Linked DNA regions of Mus musculus: regions 1, 2 and 4 are each linked to region 3. The links are chromatin contacts, called in public HiChIP or PLAC-seq and promoter capture Hi-C maps. All regions are on one chromosome and are shown on one strand. Each heading gives the region's core, a stretch centred on a gene start, on an enhancer-like site or on the middle of the called end of the contact. The rest is flanking DNA. Distances are from core to core; before and after follow the strand shown.

Region 1 (3,263 bases), core at 160-2,659, 470 kb after region 3:
GGCAAACCCCACAGGTCTGGCTTCTGTGGGCACACACACACACATACATAATGAAAAATTAATATTTTAATTTAAAAAAAAATCTTACCTAAAAAAAATTGTTCTGGTTGACATTCGCCCAGGCCTCCCAGATCATGCCAGGCTGTAGTGCCCACGCTTCCGTGGCACTGTGCTGCAGGAAACAGTGCCCACCTCTCACCACAGAGAAACAACTGCGTTTTGTTGGGATGCCTGGATGTTTTAAAAATAAATTCAGTAAATTCAGAAACGAAAAAGACAGTAAATGGAACTTTATTAAATTCTTAAGAGATGCCACTAGGCTGGAGAGATGGCTAGACAGTTAAAAGCCACCCTGCTCTGTGCTGCAGGCACAGATCCCAGCACCCACTTTGGGTTGTTCACAAACACCAGCAACTCTAGTTTCACAGGATCCAATGCCATCTTCTGACTTCCACAGGCATCCTTAAACAAACGTGTGCATACACTCAGACAAACACGCACTCACAAATAAATAAAGAACCAACGAAATAAAAATAAAAGGACTCCGGCGTGGTGGTGCACGCCTTTAATCCCAGCACTCGGGAGGCAGAGGCAGGCAGATTTCTGAGTTCGAGGCCAGCCTGGTCTACAAAGTGAGTTCCAGGACAGCCAGGGCTATACAGAGAAACCCTGTCTCGAAAAACCAAAAAAGAAAAAAAAAAGAAAGAAAGAAAAGAAAAAGAAAAAGAAGGATGTACAAAACAGAGGATATTTGCAAAGTGCACACGTTACAAGAAACTTGTCCCAAAATATACCCAGGACACTTAAATGTGCAATGTTTACTAATGGTAACTAATAGTTAATTAGTAGGGCTGGGCTTGGTGGCGCACACCTTTAACCCCAGCACTTGGGAAACAGAGGCAGGAAGATCTGAACTGTGGTATCCCAGAGTGGGGGGCAGCTCGGGAACTGGGAGTGCTTTCCCTCCACACTTCACAGGGTGCCATCCTCCTGCCTGAGTCGCCTGAGAGGATAGACCAGGCAGCTGAGCTCTACAGGAGCCCCTGGTTGCCGCTCTCTTCCTGGTGGTCACATCCCTCCGCCCTGTTGTCTGGCTCACCTCTCACACTCCACTATTCGGTCCTGGACCTAAGCAATGTGGCACCCTGAACATTCCCTGGCAGCTAAAGAAAGCTAAACTGGGAGTCCATCACGTGAGAGGGCCGTTTGACAGCCAGTGGCTTATTCCCACAGGTCCACTACTGCTTCTAAACTGCCCTTAACCTGCTGTGAAGGTAGCACCTGTGGGAAGAAACCCCTCTTTCCATATTCCAGGCTTTCCCCAGCTTCCTCCTGGTTCCTCTAGAAACCCCAAAACTATGGCAGCCATTCACTCAAGAAGCGTGTGCAGAGTCTGCCACCTTGTGGTCATCTCTGGTCCTGCAGTACCCCACATCAGCCCCAGCAAAGAGGAGCTCCAGTCTCCCGTTCCCCCTCTAGGGTGCCACAGAGACACTTTAGACAGCTAGGGGATGAGCACGGAGGTGTGAGGGGCGGGGGGGCTGGGAGCCACACACTCTGGCTTTCCTTCCTGTCTATCCGATTCACAGTCCTGAGCCTGTGGAGACAGCCCCAGGGTAAAGAGGCCTCATCATCATGTCAGGTGGGAGAGCAGACGGTTGGCATTAGGCAACTAGCCAAACTCATATGTGGGAAAGCAAGCTGTGGGCCTGATCGAGGGCTTGGAGAGATGACAGTGGACTTACTAAGCTATCTCTCACGTGTCTGTCACCCTGGCCCACCTCCCTACCTGAGTGTCGCCCAGCTATAAAATGAAGGTTCTGACATGTCAAGCCCCTTTCACCTCTGACAACACTCTTCAGTGGAGCATCCCAACGTAAGATCAGAGGCTCTCCAAGTCCATATGGCAGAGCATATTGCAGGATAGCCTAGAGAGACCGGGAGCAAACGGCAACCTTCCTGTGCTCCTCCACAAGAGGGATGTGGAGATCCTGCAGCCAGGAGTCGTGGGCAAGGAGCACACTGCAGGCAGCAAGGTACTGGATGTGGATCGTGCATCCACAAGCATGCAGTGGTCATCAGAGACCATGCAGGGGACCCGTACAGTCAAGGGATAAGGTGCCTTCGGTACCAGCAGCCAGGAGCCAGTCAGTGGGTCAGGACGGCTGGGAGCACAATGGAGGCCTCCCAGGTGTGATAGCATAGGGCTCCGCTTTGTAATCCCTCTCCACCTCGGCTCACATCTCTTAAGATGAGGATGATAGCGCCCTCCTCTGACCACAGAAAGGCCTCATGTCTCAGTTTTCCCTTGCTGTGACAAAACAGCTTGACCGAAGAAAGGTTTATCCTGTCCCATGTTTTCAGAGGTTTCACAGACTGAGGTCAGCTGGAGCCAATTGCTCTGAACTGAGGAGAGACAATGTGGGCTTGCCTCAAGGAAGGATTGGGAAGCAGAGACAGACAGACAGACAGACAGACACTAGAAGCCAAAGCCATGCCCTTCCCGCCTCTGCTGGTAACCTACTTCCTCCATCTTGGACCCACTTCCTGATCTCTACCGTCTGTCTATTAATAATGCCATCAAATGGGGAATCCATCAGAGAATGAGGGCAGATCCCTCAGGATCCAGTCTCTTCCCCAAAGCTGACAGCCATGAACATCTCTGAGGGGGATGGACACTTCCTGTCCAGGTCGCAGCAGGGACTAAATTGAAACAAGATTGAAACCTGGAAAAAAGTTAGGGACACAACAGAGGAAAGAAGTCCTCACCCCAGAATCCGTTGGATGTGGCTTACCAGCAGAACGGCAAGGACTCCAGAACAGTTAGCCACCACTTACAGCCTCTCTCCTCCCAGATAAGTCTCCCGATGCCTAGGACTCTCACAGAAACAGGGAAAGGACATGTCCTAAACCCCTTGTGCAGCCCTAGTGGCTCTGCTATCACCTTATCCGACTATCACTTCACCCATCCCATAATCCCCATTTCTCAGAGGAGAAAGGAAGGGAAAGGCTCCGGTGATTTCCAAGCAATCTTTTGAGATATAACTGCAGAGCCGCAGAAAGGTTTAAATGGCTAATGCTAAGCCAGTCGGCTGTGCTCCTCTCTTGAGGACAGGGTACCCACATGTGACACCGCTCACGTTCTGAGGCTCCTCCCTGCGCAGCCCACACCTCTGTTCCTGGGTACACACTTATTCTCCAGTCACGTGCCTTTTTTTAATGCATCTATGAACCCACATCTCTGCCTCATAAACTGACTAGTC
Region 2 (2,945 bases), core at 30-2,529, 450 kb after region 3:
GGCCTCTTCTCCCAGGTCTTATTTTTCCTCAGTCTTGTGTGTGTGTAAGCTCACCAGCCTCCTTTTATAATGACTAATAATTTCCAAGCTATTTTCCCCATTCAAACGGGAGCTCCTTGAAAGCTGGGTACACAGGAATTCAGGCGCATGTCCCCAGCAGCCGACATAAGCAGAAAACAGGCCAAATCAGTGGGCCAGCAAAATGCTTCCCCAGACGGCTTCCAGACCCACACATCTCACAAAAGTACAATGAGACGTTTGAAACATAAAATAAAACAAGTCCATTTAAAAGAAGTGGCCGGGGTAAGTGCTTGTGGACCCCATAGCTGAGCAGATTACACACACACAGGCGATAAATTTGGTTCTCTCTTGTCTAGCTGCAGAACAGAAAGAAGCACCCAGAATTCCTGAGTTTCCATTTTCTGACAGCAGGGAGCATACTAACTAATTTATCTGCAGAGATAGAATTTCTCCCTGAAACTAAACACAAGGCAGAATTTATCGTGTGGATCCTCATGTAAAGGACACCAAGTGACACTGAGTGATGTCTTCAGCTGCAGTTTTACAAAAGACATCCCAGTGTTGTTCAACCAGATGATTCTTGTATCGACCCTCCATAAAAGCGAGAGGTCTGGCATTAAAGCATAACTCACAGAAAGTGTTTATGTGAGCAGCCAGGATAATAGGATCCAGGTACCCTGCTTCCTGACAGCCACAGGGTGGGGCTGATGAAAGTGAGAGAGTCTTCTGAGGGTAATGTGCCCACCGAGACCCCACCTCTCCTCTGGAGCACGTATCCTATCAAGGTCTAGATCACATCCTGATCACAATCGATCGAAATTCTAACGAGAGCTGTGATTAGAACTTTAGAAATGCCAGAGCCCAGGGAGGCTTTTAGGGAGGGAGGGGCGGAGGGAGGCAGCCAATCAGAGGCACATGTCCAGGCATGTTCCCTTGACCCAACCCTCTGAAGACATCTGTCTGCCGATGCTGTGGAGTTGCTTTGTCTACTGTTTCTTTTGTATTTATGGTAATGAGAGACCCAACGTCACCACTGGCCTGTTCTAAAGACACCTAGGAGCCCCTAAATCCTACTATTCCAGGTCCTTTTCCCTCTGCCCCACCCCTATCTTGCTAGCCTTGGCAACATAAGGAGCCCTTGGATCATCACCAGCCTGGTGTGCTTTTGAAGATGACTCCCCGGCACCCTCAGAGGGCCTTGGGAAGTCGAAAGGCCTCCTTGGGCCGGGTCCTACCTTATTGACTTCCCTCAGCTCTTCCTCCAAGAGCTCTGCTCCCTTAAGAAACTCCTGCACTGACCTCTTGTGGCTCCTGTTTGTCTTCAGACAGCAGATGCTTTTGCTTGCCCCGTTTGATTAAGATCCTCAGGGTCTGCCACAGATCTGAAAAGAAGATCAGAGACAAACCAAGCCCAGATACTCCCTGGGTCTCACCGGGCGCTCAGCGTGATTGACGGTGTGAGACCAGTAGCTCACAGTCATGGATCAGGCCCACTGCTTGAGACAGAGATGAAGGGGTTCCCAGCAGTGGATTCAGTGGACTCTGAGAGACCAAGGTAGTAAAGGTACCCCCAGGACCACTAGTGACAGTGGGCAGGACCAGCAGGCAAGTATCAGGGTTCCAAGATGCCCCCCACGACCAGTTCAGACAGAACAACGGGCCTATTTGTTGTTAAGTTTGTATCCGTGGGAAGTTCTACAGATTTTACACAACTCCTGCCTGTGGCTTTCTTGAAAGCTCTCAAGTTAGACAGTCCACACTGCCCTTTCAAGAGTTGTCTCTACTCTGCACATACCTCTAGGATGTGACACTTTTCATCCCCATACCATTACACAGAGCATCTCTAGCTAGTTTTGCTGATCCTGTAATATCCAGTGCATCTTGGGAAGGGGAGGGTTTATCTCACGTTATAGATCACAGTCCACAGCCAAGGGAATCCAGAAAAGCAGCTCAAGCTAGGAATCTAGTGCTGTGTTTTATAAAAATAAAGAGAGAAGGAATATGCTTGGTGGAGGTGGAGTCGGGTGTGGGGGAAGGGCATGCCTCAGCGGGCCCATGCTGAGACATCCCTTCCTCCTGAGGGGCCTTCCACAGGACACTATAGTATAGAATACAGTTTATTCAGGGCATGGGAAGGGGATTGTAGGGAGCAGAGACAGAGAAAGGTAGAGAGAGGGGTGGGGTAGAGGCTGGCCATGAGCATGTGGAGAGAGAGGGGGAGAGGCATAGGGAGAGAGAGGGTAAGTGATAAGAGGACAAAGCAGGAGCAAGAAGGCAAGAGACAGAGGAAGGGGTGAACAGCCCTGTTATAGTTTGTCAGGTAACTGTGGGGCAGAGCCTAGAGGCAGAAACTGAAGCAGATACCATGAAGGAACTTTGCCTCCTGGCTTGCTCCCCATGATATGTTCAACCTGCTTCTTAACCAACCCAAGATCACCTCCCACCTGCGCTGACTGTTCCTACCTCAATTAACAGTCAAGACAACATCCCACAGATTGGCCCACAGGAAAATCTAAGAGGCCCTTCTTCTCCGATGGTTCAAGCCTGTGTCAAGATGACACAGAATATTTCTTCAACATTGAGGCAAGTGACTGGCACACAGCACTGGGTCCCCATAGCATCTGTTGATCCACCAGTGAGATCTATAGCATTACAATTTTGCCTTCCGAATGTGCCAGGCAGCTAAGGGGCTCTGGGCCTGGATTCCAATATCTGTAAATGAGGTGTTTGTACAAATTAATAGCCTAGTACCCAACACAGCCCCTGAGACTTAACTGCATTCATTGATGGCTCATGGCATGAACTAATGGCTCTCGCTCTTTCCGGCTCCTCAGCAACAGAGCGTGACCTCCACGACTGCAGTTGTCTTTGGGATGCATGCCACTGGATGTGGACACGCGTGAGGGCTTGGATCAATTATAGAA
Region 3 (3,209 bases), core at 301-2,800:
GCCCCACCAAATCCATTCCAATTCAAGCTGATACTTTTTTTCCCCATAATGCTACTCAAAGTTGAGACAGGACAAAACAATCTGGAGAAGGCTTATCTGACTATCCAGACAAAACCACCCCTGCTTTTACAATAACCAGCCTGTATTTGTAAAAATCAGCGATGTCCTGTTATTCTTCCGTCGCCGAGGAACTGTCAGTTCTTCTGGATTGTATGCCATACTTCCTCTTCCAACTACAGCTCACACATGCTCTATGCTGGTCGTGGCTTCATGGTACCTGAGCACAGGTAACCAGTCACGTGCCAGAATGTAGAACAAGATAAGATGTAAGTTATGATTCTAATCAGAGAAGAGCCTAACTATATGGCCAATGTAGTTGTAAATATATTTTGAATCTGAGTCTTCTTTCTGGGAGCATGGGACTGGGAGAAAGAACCAGGCCTAACTTCTACAAGGTTTGGGCAGTTTAATCAGCTACACAGCTCTGGAAAAATTGCCTCCACTCTCTGAGACTTTTTTCCTTAATTGCTACACAAACTTTCTATCCACACCAGGGTCATGGGATTGATGGTTAGCTCAGAGTTCTGTGTGTAGGGAGCAATTCGAGGGTCACCCATTCTTTTGTGTCTTCCTTTCATAAATCTGTTTTTAAACGGAGAAACAAAGACTATTGATGTATGGGAGACACAACTAGAGTGTCCATAAGAAGGGAGCTGAGATACAAGCAGAGTCTGGTGTAGGGTAAAGTGAAGGCAATTAGTAAAGTTGATGTTTTTAAATAGAATATTGGTATTTTACTGGCGCACCCAAGCAGATTTTTATGTATTGAGATATTATTTGACTTAAGACTATGTCATAAAGTAGCATGCTATTTTGTATGCTAACTTAAAAAATAAGTTAAGGGACTAGAAAGATGGCTCAGTGGTTAAGAGGCCTGACGGCTCTTCCAGGGGACCATCACCCATATGGTATCCTACAACCATCTGTAACTCAGGTTCCAAGGGATCCGACGCCCCCTGCTGGTGTCTATGGCCACCAACTGCGCCATGGTGCACTTAAGGGTGGGCAGGCAAACTCTCATACATTAAAAAATAATTTAAAGAGTAAAAAAAAGAAAATATTATTTTCATTGGAGTCAGAGTTGAAGGGCTGTAATCCCAGCACTCGGGAAGCAGATGCAGAAGGCGATCTGTACATTTGAAGCCATCCTGGTTTACAAAGCGAGTTCCAGGGCAGCCAGGGTTACACCTTTGAGACACTGTGTAAGGGTCTCTACTCCCCTGCATAACGAAAAGAAAAAAAAAAGTATAACGTGCCTAGAAGTTTTTATGTCACCCCTTTAAATTCTGCATCTAAAGACAGCTTAAATCCAAGACCAAGCAAAGCTGAAGGAAAAGAACATAGCTCTCCCAGACTTGGCATTTCTGCACAAGAACACGCTTCCGTCCTGGAAGGGGGCGGAACGCGTGGACTACAACTTCCAGAGGGCAATGCGGAGAGGCACCCTCGCTGATTGGCTACTTGGGCGCCGCCCTCTGCTCCGCCCCTCCGAAATGACTCTGTTCCAGGTCCCGGGCTAGAGTGCTCTGGAGGCCCACTTCAGGCCGGGTACTTCCTTTGCTGACTTCATGGCGGCGCGGCCTGCGTTCGGAATAGTGCGGCAGCTCCTGAGGTCCAATGCTCGGGGTTGCAGCTCGGGGGCTCCGGTGACGCAGCCTCGCCCCGGGGAGCCCTCGAGACCTACCAGGGAGGTGAGCCCACCCAGCCCGCCTGCACACACCTACCTGGAGGGCGATCCAAGCCACCCTAATCTTCAGAATGCACTCTGTCCTGAGGCTTCCTTTGGGGAGGACCCTGGGCACTCACTGCTGGGTTGCTTGAGTTCACTCCTGCCCAGCGGGAAGGACTCCTCAGTTTCCCCTGCACCCCCTTCCCTGGAGAACCACCTAATAACAGGTAGCTGTGCTGCAGCAGGAAAAGGGGGTGCTATTAAGGAGTGAGAGTTAGGTTCCAGTGAGCTGTTCCAGCTTTCGCTTCCACCCAGTCTATTAAACATTATTCCTCACCTCCGGGGAGGAGGGTGCCAGTGCAGTCAGGTGTCCCCCGGACAACTGCTTCTTTGACAAGGACTAAAAAATATTGCTAGCCAGGTGTCCGGCACAGCCGGTTGTCACTTTGTTGTGGCAGGGTTCCATGACCTATCTTCTTTCTCTTGGGATGGGGTGGCCTCATTTGATGAGAACGAGAGCAAGATCAGGTTCCGTGATAAGGAGTTCCTGCCTGTCTTCATAGTGAGGGGCAGGGTCCTGTATTGCACTTCTCCGAGTGTTTCCAGTGACGGTAGGTCTTAAGTTTGTTGTTTTATCTAAATGGTTAGGGAAACCTGCGAAACTGTTCCATCCGCTTCTGTCTTCCAGAACTGAGCGTGAAGTCCCAGGACTCTGAATTTCACAATATTTGCCTCTCCCATCTTGCTCAAGACATAGGCAGGCTTATGTCAGAGCGTTCACTTCCTCAGACTTGCCTCTCTGGGATCCTCAGATAAAGCAGGCTTGTTGTTACAGGGCTCTCCAAACCCTTGAACTTTGTACTTGAGTGAAAAGCGCTAGGATAGCCAAGGCCACCATGGGAGCTCTTAAAAACCGATACTAGCAAAAAATAATTTTTTTCTTCCTCATCATGGATTTTGTGCTTTTTGTGAGGGGGCCTGTGCAGTGTGACTAGCTGATGGCCCCTTGGCCTCACACTCTCTCTTGGGGCACAGTAAAGGTGGGACCTTAAACAGAAACACCTGTGCTAGCCTCTCCCCTGGGGTGCTGTACTAGGTCCTGTTGGACACATCCTACCAGGGCAAGCAGTCATTCTTTCAGTGGTACCTCAGACATTGCTTTCTGCATATCTCACTTGGGACCGTCTTCCACTAATTGACAGTTCCTAGATGCTAGGTCTCCCTTCGCCTTTCTAAGTATTTCCTCCGGTGTTTCCCTCAGTGCATGTAGCCAGCCAAGCCAGCAAATGTCTTTTGGCTGCTTGAAGCACATCTAATGAGTTAGGTGGAGCAGTAGACAGAGCAAGGCCTAAGGAGACCTGTGATCTTATCTTTCGTTGGCCTCTAAGTTTACCTGGCTTCTAGTCTGTGCACTCACTTTCCCTTGCTTTCTGTCTATAAATCCAGAGGCTTAAACCGGCTCACCTTGTACAGGAGCATA
Region 4 (3,087 bases), core at 466-2,965, 350 kb after region 3:
CTGAGCTTTCAACACCACTTTAACTCCGTCAAGCATGTCGTGTCTGCCCGGGAAATGGAAGACCTGGGCTCCATGCTGGGCAAATGGACTCTTCCTTCCTGCTCTGAACAAGCTCGTTTTTCAGTCATGAAACAGTCAGTTTCATAGAGGAAGTGAGACCTGCGTTAATGGGTTAGATGTCACAGTGAAAAGAAAATCACATTAAATACAACAGGTTCCCTGCTTTGGGCTATAATTTTTTCCCCCTCTGTAAAAATCCTGTGTCTGTAGAAACCATCAGGCTCAAGGCCCAGATTTAAATCAGGTCCAGACGGGCTTCTTTGGATGCTTCACCTTGAATCCCATACTTCACAGGAGAGCAGTGAGGGCAGGTTTCCACCCCCACCCCTCATCCGTCGATAGTCTGAACCTTACCTTAGCAGCTGCAATAGACACTCGCGTGCAAGAGGGGTTACATGACAGATATTCAACACACATTTGGGTCAGAACATCTAGAACAATCTACCCAGGCCCATGTCTTCAGGTCGTCCAGTAGAACTCCATTCTGGCATCTTAAAAGTGTTTTCTATGGCTCCTGGCTCTGCCCTCTCTCCATCCTTAGCTCCAATGTAGGGGACATCCTTCTTGTTCCATAAGAGGTGGCTCTTCTTTGCATCCGAGCATCCTTCTTGGCTCATAAGCATCTGTAAAGGGCTAGGATCCCAAAGCCTGTTTACATGTCTCCCTACCTCATTTTCTTCAACTCACACTAATACAGTATCATTTTTTTAAAAGTGTTGGGCATGGTTATACTCACGTTTAATTTCAGCCTACAAGAGACAGAAGAAGGCTTATCTTTTGAATTCAAAGCCAGCCTGGACTGAAGAGTTCCACGGCAGCCATGGCTACACAATGAGAGCCTAAATGTGTTTGGGTGAGCTTAAAAGATCTCTTATTCAATAGAGTGTCTGCCATGAAAATATGAGCACCCAACTTGAGATTCCCTAGCACCCGTGTCAAAACCCAGGCACAGCTTGGAGTATATATAATCCCAGTTCCACAGCAGTGGAGATAGGAGCTCACCATCCACCCAATTGAATTAGTGAGCTCCAGATTTGGTGAAAGACCCTGTCAAAAAAGAAAAACTTGCTGAAAAGGCATACAACACACACACACACACACACACATACAATATGAGATTCTTGCTCATCCATTTGTAGTCTTCATTAGATGTAATCCATACCCATTAATCTTCCTTTCTGACCTTCTTGGCAGCTGTCTTGGGGTATACCCATAATACCTTCAGAAATCCTATTGTCTATGTATCTCCAGGAATGACCCTCTGACCCTGTAGAGAGCTTTTGTCTCTCTGAAATGGTCAAAGAAATACTAAAGCTCTTCATGAGGTCTTAGGATGGCATCTTAAAGTCCTATCCTGGAGGCTTTCTTAAGATATGGCTAAGCCACATTTTAAGACTCAAGGACCTTATCCTGGAGCAATAAATTATTCTGGAGCCTCTCTTGGATTCTCCCAGCCTCTCCTCAGAGGCTCATCCATGTATTTCTTAAGTCATCTTTCTCCTGTCTGATTTTAGTACAGGCATGGAAAAGAGGCCTGGATAAGCCTGTCTAGCTGTGGAAATTTCCAGAAAGAATGCTGGGGGTTGCCCCAAGCTCATTAGCCTGATCTCTGTTCTCTTCAGAATTGCTGAAGCCAATGGCTGGGCAGGGAGACAGAGGCAGGACTTTCGACTTCCTAGGCAAGGGAATCATGGGAAGAAGAGTTTTTAGAATCTCCATACTGGGGAGACAAGGATCGGGCCCAAGAGCGAGAGAACAGAGAAAAAACATACAGCCCATGTAAGAGCCTGGGGAACACGGCCCCAGGGACCCCTCCCCTGATTGGCCCTGGGCTAGCAAAGATGAAATATAGATTTTAGTAAATAATAATTTAGGAGTATCAGATAGAAGGATTTAACAATGTGGTAGTTTGGGAGTTGCCCAGCCATTGAGTTGCTTAAGACATATTTTAAAATAAGACTGTGTGTGTGTGTGTGTGTGTGTGTGTGTGTGTGTGTGTGTGTGTGTGTGTTTCATTTGAGAATCCAGAGTATTGAGGCAGTAGCAAAGAGCTATTGCCACCAGGGAGTAGAGTGGATTCTTCTATTACCACAACAGGCCTTTTCCCTACTAAATAACAAGTTTCATTTCCTCAGCTCAGATAACATCCCCCCCTCTTTCTTAAGCCTTTCCCCAAGAATGCCTGGTCTGGCTCTGCCAAGAGTCTCCTCAGAACCCCAAGCTTTCACTAACAGACTCTGCCAGTCCTTCTGGCGTCCCGCCACTGCCTGCTCCTAAAGCCAGTGGCGTGCCTCCTGCCACTGCCTGCTCCTAAAGCCAGTGGTGTGATGTTAGAGAAGTTTTTTTTTACACAAGTTGCCCTGAGTGCAGGCATCCAGAGCTCCAAACATCTAAATTGTCAATAAGTAACTGATCACCCTCAGGTTTAACAGGTGCTAAAATAACACTCACCTTTTCAACCCTCAGGCTGGGGAGTTTAGGAGTACTTAGCTAAGTGCTCTGGCTTTTGTGTCGAGACAGGGATTTTGATCTCCTTATATTGTTTCCTTCCATGTGGAGACATGGTTGCAATGTGGTTTCCTCACAGAATGGCTGCCCCCAGCACCAGGGCAGACAGGTTGCTTCCGGAACAGCTAGCAGGTCTCCCTGGCAATTCAGCGGTAACTGTTGCTGCCTTTAGAGTACGGTCTAAGGAATCATTTCTGTCACATTCTGATAATGGCAGACAATGCACAGATCCACCTAGTCTCAAAGGAAAGGAAATAACACTCCATCCCACAATAGTAATGGGACAGTGTTGGAGAGTGGTCCATGGGATGGGCGATATTGTAGAGACCATCTTTGGAAAGTGGACCTAAGGTAGAAGAGGGAATGAGAGTGTGTGTGTGTGTGTGTGTGTGTGTGTGTGTGTGAGAGAGAGAGAGCGAGAGAGAGAGAGAGAGAGAGAGAGAGAGAGAGAGAGAGAGAGAGTCCCTGCCCCCACCCTGACACATGTAGTGACTGCTAAGCCAGCCACTGCTGGCATTA

The links. Promoter capture Hi-C pulls out the DNA fragments that hold promoters and counts their contacts. HiChIP or PLAC-seq counts read pairs in DNA pulled down with a chosen protein or histone mark.
Region 1: a contact with region 3 is called in an H3K27ac HiChIP or PLAC-seq map of embryonic stem cells, with 7 times the contacts expected there. The contact joins the enhancer-like site here to the promoter of Mocs1 in region 3. A contact is called at or near these places in 5 of 39 promoter capture datasets (the 3T3-L1 cell line, cranial neural crest, embryonic stem cells and 2 more), 5 of 484 Hi-C or Micro-C datasets (embryonic retina, embryonic stem cells, nephron progenitors and 1 more), 14 of 115 datasets of contacts at active chromatin or transcription factors (the NIH/3T3 cell line, VIP interneurons, acute myeloid leukemia and 10 more) and 2 of 9 other capture datasets (adipose tissue and embryonic stem cells).
Region 2: an H3K27ac HiChIP or PLAC-seq map of epiblast stem cells shows a contact between it and region 3, with 6 times the contacts expected there. The contact joins the enhancer-like site here to the promoter of Mocs1 in region 3. A contact is called at or near these places in 4 of 39 promoter capture datasets (the 3T3-L1 cell line, cranial neural crest and embryonic stem cells), 1 of 484 Hi-C or Micro-C datasets (the N1E-115 cell line) and 17 of 115 datasets of contacts at active chromatin or transcription factors (the NIH/3T3 cell line, cardiomyocytes, craniofacial prominence and 10 more).
Region 4: a contact with region 3 is called in a promoter capture Hi-C map of 3T3-L1-derived adipocytes, with 4 times the contacts expected there. The contact joins the enhancer-like site here to the promoter of Mocs1 in region 3. A contact is called at or near these places in 4 of 39 promoter capture datasets (the 3T3-L1 cell line, 3T3-L1-derived adipocytes, cranial neural crest and 1 more) and 1 of 115 datasets of contacts at active chromatin or transcription factors (vascular smooth muscle cells).

The regions. Positions count from the first base shown.
Region 1 is chr17:49,897,597-49,900,859 of GRCm38.p6, forward strand. The region is part of intron 19 of Kif6 (kinesin family member 6); the gene reads left to right. Among named protein-coding and RNA genes, the nearest start is that of Gm16555, 77 kb to the left of the region's middle. Within about 2 kb of position 1,410, at least 13 of the 459 cell types and tissues checked have an H3K27ac peak or open chromatin away from gene starts, as enhancers often do. A contact at or near this core is called in VIP interneurons and embryonic stem cells, where this site is marked.
Region 2 is chr17:49,875,157-49,878,101 of GRCm38.p6, forward strand. All of the region lies in intron 16 of Kif6 (kinesin family member 6), which reads left to right. Among named protein-coding and RNA genes, the nearest start is that of Gm16555, 55 kb to the left of the region's middle. Within about 2 kb of position 1,280, at least 41 of the 459 cell types and tissues checked have an H3K27ac peak or open chromatin away from gene starts, as enhancers often do. A contact at or near this core is called in the N1E-115 cell line, embryonic stem cells, epiblast stem cells and 1 more, where this site is marked.
Region 3 is chr17:49,426,814-49,430,022 of GRCm38.p6, forward strand. Mocs1 (molybdenum cofactor synthesis 1) reads left to right here and starts at 1,551. Exons shown (of 11, transcript NM_020042.2): 1 at 1,551-1,751. The coding sequence starts at 1,629.
Region 4 is chr17:49,777,521-49,780,607 of GRCm38.p6, forward strand. All of the region lies in intron 13 of Kif6 (kinesin family member 6), which reads left to right. Among named protein-coding and RNA genes, the nearest start is that of Gm16555, 43 kb to the right of the region's middle. Within about 2 kb of position 1,716, at least 24 of the 459 cell types and tissues checked have an H3K27ac peak or open chromatin away from gene starts, as enhancers often do. A contact at or near this core is called in 3T3-L1-derived adipocytes, where this site is marked.